2 separate regions of the Sus scrofa genome follow, and region 1 is linked to region 2. Evidence: chromatin contacts called from public Hi-C data. All regions are on one chromosome and are shown on one strand. Each heading gives the region's core, a stretch centred on a gene start, on an enhancer-like site or on the middle of the called end of the contact. The rest is flanking DNA. Distances are from core to core; before and after follow the strand shown.

Evidence for each region. Hi-C and Micro-C count contacts between places; a contact is called where the count stands out from the background.
Region 1: a Hi-C map of embryonic fibroblasts shows a contact between it and region 2, with 3 times the contacts expected there. The contact joins the promoter of RBM48 here to the promoter of MTERF1 in region 2. A contact is called at or near these places in 2 of 5 promoter capture datasets (fetal liver and liver) and 12 of 47 Hi-C or Micro-C datasets (alveolar macrophages, blood, embryonic fibroblasts and 6 more).

The regions. Positions count from the first base shown.
Region 1 is chr9:72,442,552-72,446,662 of Sscrofa11.1, reverse strand. It overlaps RBM48 (RNA-binding protein 48), which reads right to left and starts at 1,852. Exons shown (of 5, transcript XM_003130141.5): 1 at 1,709-1,852; 2 at 981-1,171. The coding sequence starts at 1,852. PEX1 (peroxisome biogenesis factor 1) reads left to right here and starts at 1,945. Exons shown (of 23, transcript XM_021102380.1): 1 at 1,945-2,295. The coding sequence starts at 2,047.
Region 2 is chr9:71,851,086-71,855,501 of Sscrofa11.1, reverse strand. MTERF1 (transcription termination factor 1, mitochondrial) reads left to right here and starts at 1,642. Exons shown (of 6, transcript XR_002347027.1): 1 at 1,642-1,713. It overlaps LOC102157861 (a long non-coding RNA gene), which reads right to left and starts at 1,557. Exons shown (of 3, transcript XR_305521.3): 1 at 1,467-1,557.

The sequences.
Region 1 (4,111 bases), core at 603-3,102, 590 kb before region 2:
GGGTAGTGAGATTATATATAACGGCAACCTGAGAACAACACACGATGACATTAACCCAAGTGATTTATGGCAGAAAGACTACAAGGGCTATCTGTAGCACAGAAAAGAAAATATGAATTCTAACAGCCAAGAGAAGATGGGTCTTGGAGCCTATCAATAAGAATAGGAGTCAACATAAAAAGAGCCAAGGCCCCAAGTAGAAAGGAAGAAGAGGGTTAAATTGGGGATTTGGGATTAACAGCTACACACTACTATATGTAAAACAGATAAACAACAAGGACCTACTGGTTAGCACAGGGAACTCTATTCAATATCCTGCAATAACTTATAAAGGAAAATAATTTGAAAAGGAATGTGTGTGTGTATACACACACAAATAGGTATATGTGTGTGTGTGTGTATAACTGAAACACTTTGCTGTACACCTGAAAGGTTGTAAATCAACACTTTCATTTTTTAAAATGAGGGAAAAAAGAGATAGGGCATTTCGTACTTAATTGTTGGAGAAAATTTTATGTTATATAGAAGGAGATTCAATTACACAGGTCCATAAAATAAGAGATCCAATACCTAATGTTTACTGCCTTCTGAATAGAAGGCACTGTGCTAAGCCCTATACATGGATCCATGTCATCCTCACACAACCTCCGTAAGTAGGTCCTTTTACCATACTGGTGTCTAAAGAATAAGAAAACAGTCTTAATGGGGTCAAGTAACCTGTCCATGGTCATGATGTTAGTAAACAGTGAAACTTGAAAATTTACTCCCAAACCAATTTTTAATCTACCATACTACACACACAAAAAAATTGTTAAGCATGGGAATGACGTGATAGAAAGAGTTTGGTAGGGCTAACATTTAAAAAGACTAGAAGAATACAGGGTCATGTTAGTTACTGGGTAATTCAGAAATGAATGAGGGAGGCCAAATGTAGGCAACGGGAATGGAGAAAATGAGACACTGTTTAACTTGCATATTACCTTGCACTTTGTAAATTGAGAAATTTAATAAGATAAACTTCTGTAAAGTCTTCTGCTGGGTATTCATCTAGAGCATTATACTGTTCAATTGCACCATACAAAGCAAATCGCTCAACTAATTCCTTCATGGCTCCGACTGCAGGAACTCCTTGTATTAATAAGTACCGAGATTCCAAATTGATCGTGTAAACCTATAAGAAATCAGACACATTAAATGTATTTCACAAAGAAGCCTGGGACAAATCTAATCCTATATTTTTTTAAAGTTGAAAAAAACACCTTTCGACTGGTTTGCATAAAAACAGGAAATCTAAAAACTTGCCCCTCTCTCTACATAATGAATAGTTTACCCTTCTTGCAAAGGCCTTTAGCTAAAGCACGTAACATTATCTTCCATCAATGTGTTTTCCACAAATTAGCTCGGTAGAAGTTACAGGGACGAGTTAACAAGTATTCGCTGAGCGTTTACCATGTAACAAGGACCACTGTAAACACGGAAGATACAGTGACTGAAACACAGCCCTCTTCTCACGGAGCTGAGGTTCTAGCAGTAGACTAAAGAGCACTCAAGCATCTTTGGTACTTGAGTACCAGCGTTTTTCATATTCTTCTTCAGTTAATCGATGTGACCGCAGCCTCTCAAGATGTTATTTACGTAAGCTGGGCATGTGAAGCTGGAACTCACAGAAAGCTACCGGGGATAGCGATTGAAACCAAAGTCACTTTACCCTGACAGCGCGAGGGCGGCGCCCCTCTCGATACTTGGCCCGCGAGTCGCATACAGCCCTTTGGACGTGGTGATCGAATAAGCCTCCTAGCTGCCCGCCGCTCAACGCCATCTTGCCGGTGTTATCCCTCGCGAACGACAACATCCGCCCCGTTGCCCCACCGTTTACCCAATAAGAGAGAGGGGTGAGTTAAGGCGTTCCGAGATTGGCTGAAGAATCGACACCGTCGGCCATCGTTTCCTGTGAGCGAGGATTTGGTGAAGAACGTGTCGCCCCCCAGCGGCGCGGCGGAAAGGCCCTGAGAACAGGCGCAGGCGTGCTGGCCCCTCCCGCTCCGGATGCGCCGCGGGGCCTTAGGGGGCGGGGCCGATCGATCGTCTCCGGGTCCGACGCCCGCGACCTGCGGGGTTGGCCCGGGAAAGATAGGTTGGGCGGCTGGGGGTCGGTGCCTGCAGACAATGTGGGGCGGCGATCGCCTGGCGGGTGCTGGCGGAGGCGGGGCGGCCGTGACGGTGGCCTTCACCAACGCTCGCGACTGCTTCCTCCACTTGCCGCGGCGCCTTGTGGCCCAGCTACACCTGCTGCAGGTAAGGCGCCCGCTTGGTGCCGGGCTCTCACCACCGACTTGGGACAGCTGCTGGCCAGTCTGCGGTCGGCCGAGACCCAGGCCTTTTAGGGACGCAGCGGCCGCTCAGGCCTCTCCCGGCGGCGGGATTAGGGCTGCTTTCCCAGCCCCGCCGACCGGTTCAGAGGCCACACTGAGGACCCCTTGCGGGCAGGGCTGGCCTGGGCGCTCTTGACAGCCACATCACGTCTAGTGCAGCACGGCTTCTTTGAGTTGACCTGCTGTATTCCAGGTCTTTTACTCGCCGGAACTGGGCTTTGAAACGCCCCGATATTCTCCCTCTTCGTTCAACTATTCCTCACTCCAGGTTGGAAAAGCTCTTGAGAAGTCGGGTTTGTTTGTCTTTTGGGATTCTGTTCTGTTTTGTTTCATTATTAGAAAACGTTTTTCCTGCCAGCGATTTCCAGGTGCTTGCATGGCTGTGGTCCCGGCCTTCAGAAAGAGGGGCGGACTTGGTTTGTGAAGTCTCTATTGGTTAACAGAGGTGGAGCCCTGTGTCCCACGAGCGGGATAGATTAATATGAACCTTCTTCCTGTGTCTCCAAACACCTCCGGGGTGCTCCAGGAATGTGCTGTGGGAGTATGCATACTTGGTCATAGGTAGTTAGAATTCCTTGAACCTCTGTTTTCACTTGCGCTCTGCACCTTGTGGTTGTGGCGGTTCATAGCTCTAACACTTGCATGGTTACAGAGATGCAACATCTGTATTTTCCTAATTGTAAAGTGGAGACACCTGGTTTACGAGTTTGAGCGTGCTTGCTTAAGGGGCTAAAAGGATAGGCTGTTTGAAATCTTCGAAAATCCTGAATGCATAGTACCCACTGGTTTGCAGTAATTTCAACAGTTTGCAATAATTTCAAATATCTCCCTTTTCCATTTTAGCTACTTCTCTGTAACTCCTTTTCTAGAGTATTTTCCCCTATCTTTCATAGCACATTAATTTCAACAGATCCTGCCATTATTTCTTTTACTATAAAGTAGGCAGTCTCTTGGCCCTGATAAGCTTCCTTCTGGCTGGAGATGAGTTAGTTATTATCACCTGGTCCCAGGTAGCTGCTCCCTGCCCTGTGCTTTCAGCTTTGATGATTTTCCACGTGCCTTCAAATCCCCACCTAATGAGTTTATAGTAATGTAGAGTAACTGATAATTTTATCTAAGATGTGGATGCTGTTTTACCTTCATCACTATTTAAGAATTTAGTGGTCTTGATCTTTGTTTTACATTTTGAGGCTTCAGTAAGAATTAGTTCATGAAATTTTTTTTTGAAATATAAATCCCTTTAGCCTTGGAAAAAACTTGTTTCTATCCAGCCTATATCAGCAGATTAGGCCTACTTTTTTTCCCCAATTATAAAAGTAGTACATGCTTTATAGAAAATTTGGAAGCATGGAAAATTACAAACAAGAAAATAAAAGTTAGTTGCTCATAGTTCCCAAACCTTGAGATAACTAATATTAACAGTTTGGATCAAATCTTCCAGTTTTGTTTCTAATCTCTATTTCTAACAGAAATGAAGCCCCACCCCCTTATAGTTTTGTATCCTGATATTTTCTGTAGTAGTAAAAAGTAGTCATAATTTTTAGTGGTTAATTAGTATTTTGTCATAAGTTTGCCATTAATTTGTTCACTGTGATTGAAATTTATGTTGTATTTAATTTTTAGACATTAAAAGTGATACTATAATTATATTTTAACAGCAAGTTAAAAATAGGTCACCTTTGTTTATAAAACATTGTTTTCATTTCTGGTTATTTAGGATAGGTTCCCAGAATGATTGG
Region 2 (4,416 bases), core at 393-2,892:
GATATAATATTTACATATTTATGTACATAAAGTTATACATTTACATACACTAGTAAATATTAACTGGAATATAGGAGATCCTTCCATGCAGAAATAGATTTTAAAAATTCACATAAAGAGACCATTTCTAACTTTTCAGAACTTTTTTTTGGCCGCACTCGTGGCACATGGAAGTTCTGGTGCCAGGGATTCAACCTGGGCCACAGCAGCGACCCAAGCCGTGCAGTGATAACAGTGGATCCTTAACCCTCTGAGCCACAAGGGAACTCCCAGGACTATTTGTCTTTTAACCTAGGAGAACTGTAGTAAATAGTTTCACTTAGCAGATGGCCATTATTAGCAATTTAAAGACCCAAAGATAAACCTTTACTCCTATAAACCAACAAAAGGGAAGGTTACTTCAAAAGAAAGTGGCAACAACAAACCAGCTGGGAGTCATCTAGTGAAGATAAAACATTAATTGGTTTGTTGGTGCAGAAATCGGATGAAGAAAATTCTACGAATTATGCTCCTACACAGAGGAGGGTAATGCAGTAAATTCTTCCTTGCAGTGGAATTCAGGATCAACTTCCTTTGTTCTTCCAAGGGCCAAACTAACACTTTCTCCAGAAAATAACTTGGCATCCTGAGTATTATTTCACTGACCTATGCATAAACCTTCTTTTGGGGCTAAGAGTGAGACTGACGGGACCTGGAAGTTTTTAGGCAAAACCTTCAGAGGTGACAAAACCGCACTGGCTGAGAAGAGATGAAGTTTCTGTTGAAACTTTGATTTAAATAGCTCAAATTTGTGGAATTCCCATTGTGGCTCAGTGGTTACCGAATCCGACTATTATCCAACTAATATCCATGAGGACTGGGGTTTGATTCCTGGCCTCACTCAGTGGGTTCAGGATCTGGCATTGCCACGAACCGTGGTGTAGGTCGTAGACGTGGTTCAGTTCCGCAGTGCGGTTCAGTTCCGTAGACTGGCAGCTACAGCTCCGCTCTGATTTGACCCCTACTCTGGTAACCTCCACATGCCGCGGGTGCGGCCCTAAAGAGACAAAAAAGATCAAAAAATAAAAAATAAATAGTCCAGATTTGTCACAATTTCAAAACAATCAGAAGTAATTCATGTTGCACGCACTTAAATCGAAGCACACTAGAGTCGCTTCCCAGCCTGAAAGCTGCAATTGAATTCTGATTAGAAGCCACACTTGAGGATTTCCAAGGCACTTCAACAAGGAAATTTGGGGCTGTTCACAGGCGTTTTCCTGTACCAAACACCGAGGTGTTCAATCGCATCATGTTAACCACATTAATAAACATAATTATCCTATCAGGGTGCAAAATTCATGTATATAATAATGACTTTCCCATCGCTTGTCGCCTGCAAGCAATGGATCCCTGCAGCAACTCTCGGCCTAGGGCCGGGTCTAGAGAAATTTTATGGCCGCGCTCCGCCCTCCAAAATCCTCCCTTACCGCTCGGCTCCGGCGACCACCGCGGTCTCCTGCTGCCCCCTGCCGGGCTCCTCGCGTCAGGCTACGGAGGACAACCGCGCGGCCGCCGGAGGTGGGGGGGGGGTTACTGAGCCACGTTGTGACGTCACCTCTGTGCGCGGCCCTTGGCCGGAAGTTATTCTTATTCATTTCCGCTTTTCGGTCACGCTCTAGACGCCAGAGGCGGAAGTAAAGCCATGTACAGCGCCTGTTTACCGTCGAGGTGGAGGTCGGTGACTCGCTGCCGCTGTGCCTTTTGTTTTTAGAACCAGGACTGAGTGACTGTTATGGATAGCAGAGTCCCATTTCTGTGCAGCCCCTTGCAGTTTCCTTGTGGGAGGAAGAGGGATGGAAGAACTCGTGGAATAGAACCCGTGGAAATACCATAGTTTTGAGTTAACGACTCACCTGGTGTTCGAACCTTGCTTTCGCTAGTTGTCAAGCTAGTAAGGGGGCTCGGCGCTTTTTCTGATTTTGTAGTTTTAGGAATGATGCCTACCATTTAAGTTGTGGGTTTAAGTAAGATAATGTGTGTGAAGCACTTAGTTCTGGTTTTACAAATTATGCTTGTGATTTTGGTACCTTTTCCCTTCACACTGGGGCTTGTACTTGCCATTTTCTTTTAAGTATCTCTGAGAGATACTTGGTGTACCAGAGGTTATGCATCTCAAGAAGACATTATGCAGTGTTAGCTGAGATTGATCTCTTTAATTTGTTTTATGAGGTCCTGACGATATTTTGTACCCCTTTTTATTTTTCCATTTCTAGGGACAGCTGTTTTTCAGGTTTTTTTGGAGGAATGCAAAGTCCTCTATCCTTAAGACAAATGAGGTGAGAAATGCACTGCTGTAAAGATCTCCAAACTTAGTTCATTTTGTCAAAAGAAGACCAATTGGAATGTAGTATTCTGGAACCAGTAATTACCTATTTCCATTAAAACCTCCTTTGGGGAATTGTGTAGCAGAGGGGAATGTAAATCCTCTTTCACTCCTTAGACCTCACAAGTTGGAGGTACAGATACTTTCAGTATATTTGTTAATTTTGTTCTTTAGTCTTTGGAATAATGGCTTTGGTTATTTAAAAGTGTCAATTTGAGGGAGTTCCCTGGTGGCTCAGCAGTTTAAGAATCCAGTGTTGTCACTGCTGTTGCCAGGGTTCCATCCCTGGCCCTGAAATAGTTGCAGACTGAGGGTGTGGTCAAAAAAACCCAAAACAACAACAAAAAAAAACCCCAAAAACAAGCCCCCAAAAAGTCAGCTTGAGAGACAGATGGAAATAAATATGGAATATTAATTATTTTTGCTATTTGTAGATTGAAGCAGTTTGTGCTTCTTGCATTATACTGTTTAAATATTTATTCACTTTATTAGATGTAATAGAATTGTTTTGAATGGAGATCAGGTGCTCCATTGATCAAATCAATCAAATGAAATTGATATTTATCAGGCTTAAGTTTTTGTTGAAAACTGAAAAACAACTGTATTCCATCCCCCCCCCGTATATATTAATGTCCCCCTCCCCTTCTTAGGTAAGTGGTATTATCTTAGCCATACTGTTAAGCAGTTTGCCACTTAGAATATCTTGGACATCTTTCTTTTGTGTTTGATCAGTCTTAGTTTTTAAAGTTGACTGTATAGCATTATATTGTATAGATATACCACAATTTATTAATCATTCTACTATTGGGGACCATTTGGTTTCCTTCTTTTTTTTGCTATGACAAATAATATTATAATGGTCTTTTTTAAAAATAAGAAATGTGTATTATTTTTCTTTATTTTCTTTGGATAATCTCCAAGAAGTAGAAATGCTGGGTTAAAAGAACAGATGGTGTCAAATTCCTTTCCAACAGTGATATGTGAGAATTTTTCCCGTTTCATATGTTCACCAACTGTTGATAATCGTTACCAATGTCTTCAGGCTTACCTGGGGCTACTCATCCTATTTTTGGGGGTCAGTTTATTGCATGTATAGTATTGCAATCCAAACACATTTTTGTAGCTAGTTCTAAGTTCAGTTTAACTCTTTTTTTCCCCGTATAAATGGGGTACTTAGTTTTAGATTCCTTAGTAACAAGTTGCTATAAAAAATGATTTACTTAAATATTAAATATTTAAGTTAAAAATATATAGGAAGATATATTTGAATGAAATCCAGAACTGTGGATAGACATTAGGAAGATGGGCCTTTTTGAAAGAAGGAACAACTTAAAGGCAGGGAGACAAGAATGACTGGTTAAGAATGTTTAAGACCAGAAGTTTGAGAGTGGTGGTGCTTGGTTATGAGGTAAAATAGAGGAGATGGATAGAATGGTCAGTGTGAAGATTTTACCTTCTTGGCGAGAGCTGCAGAGGTCTTTAATCAGGGAATGGGGGACACACTCATATTTGTTTTGCAGGTATACTATGGGAGCAGTTTTGAATCACAGATGTTAGAGAGGCTGTTATAGTCTGAGTGAGAGAATAGCAAAGAGTAGAGAGGTTGGGTTTCAGAGATACTGAAGAAGCTGAATTAATGTTTTGTCAGTTTCTGCTCTACAGCAAAGTGACCCAGTCATACATATGTATGACAGAACATTGTAAATGAACTATAATGAAAAAATTTAAAAAAGGAGCTGCAGGTACATGGTTCGATGACTGGGGTTGAGGAAAATAAAAGCAAAGCTTTTAGGGTTTTTTTTTTTTTATCATGTGTGACTATTAGGAAAGTAGTAGTGATTACATTAATTAGAGGAAGGCTAGTTTATTTAGGGGGTGGGAAAGATGCTCACTTTGGTTTTGGATTTGTTAATTTATGTGGAAGATATTTTCATGGAAAACATACTCAATAAAATCCTCCTATGACAGAGTTAGGAGAAACTTTACTACTCTTAAGAAATTTGACATATATTTTTATTGAGTTTTAGTTTGTCATTAGAAAAAGTAGAAATTTT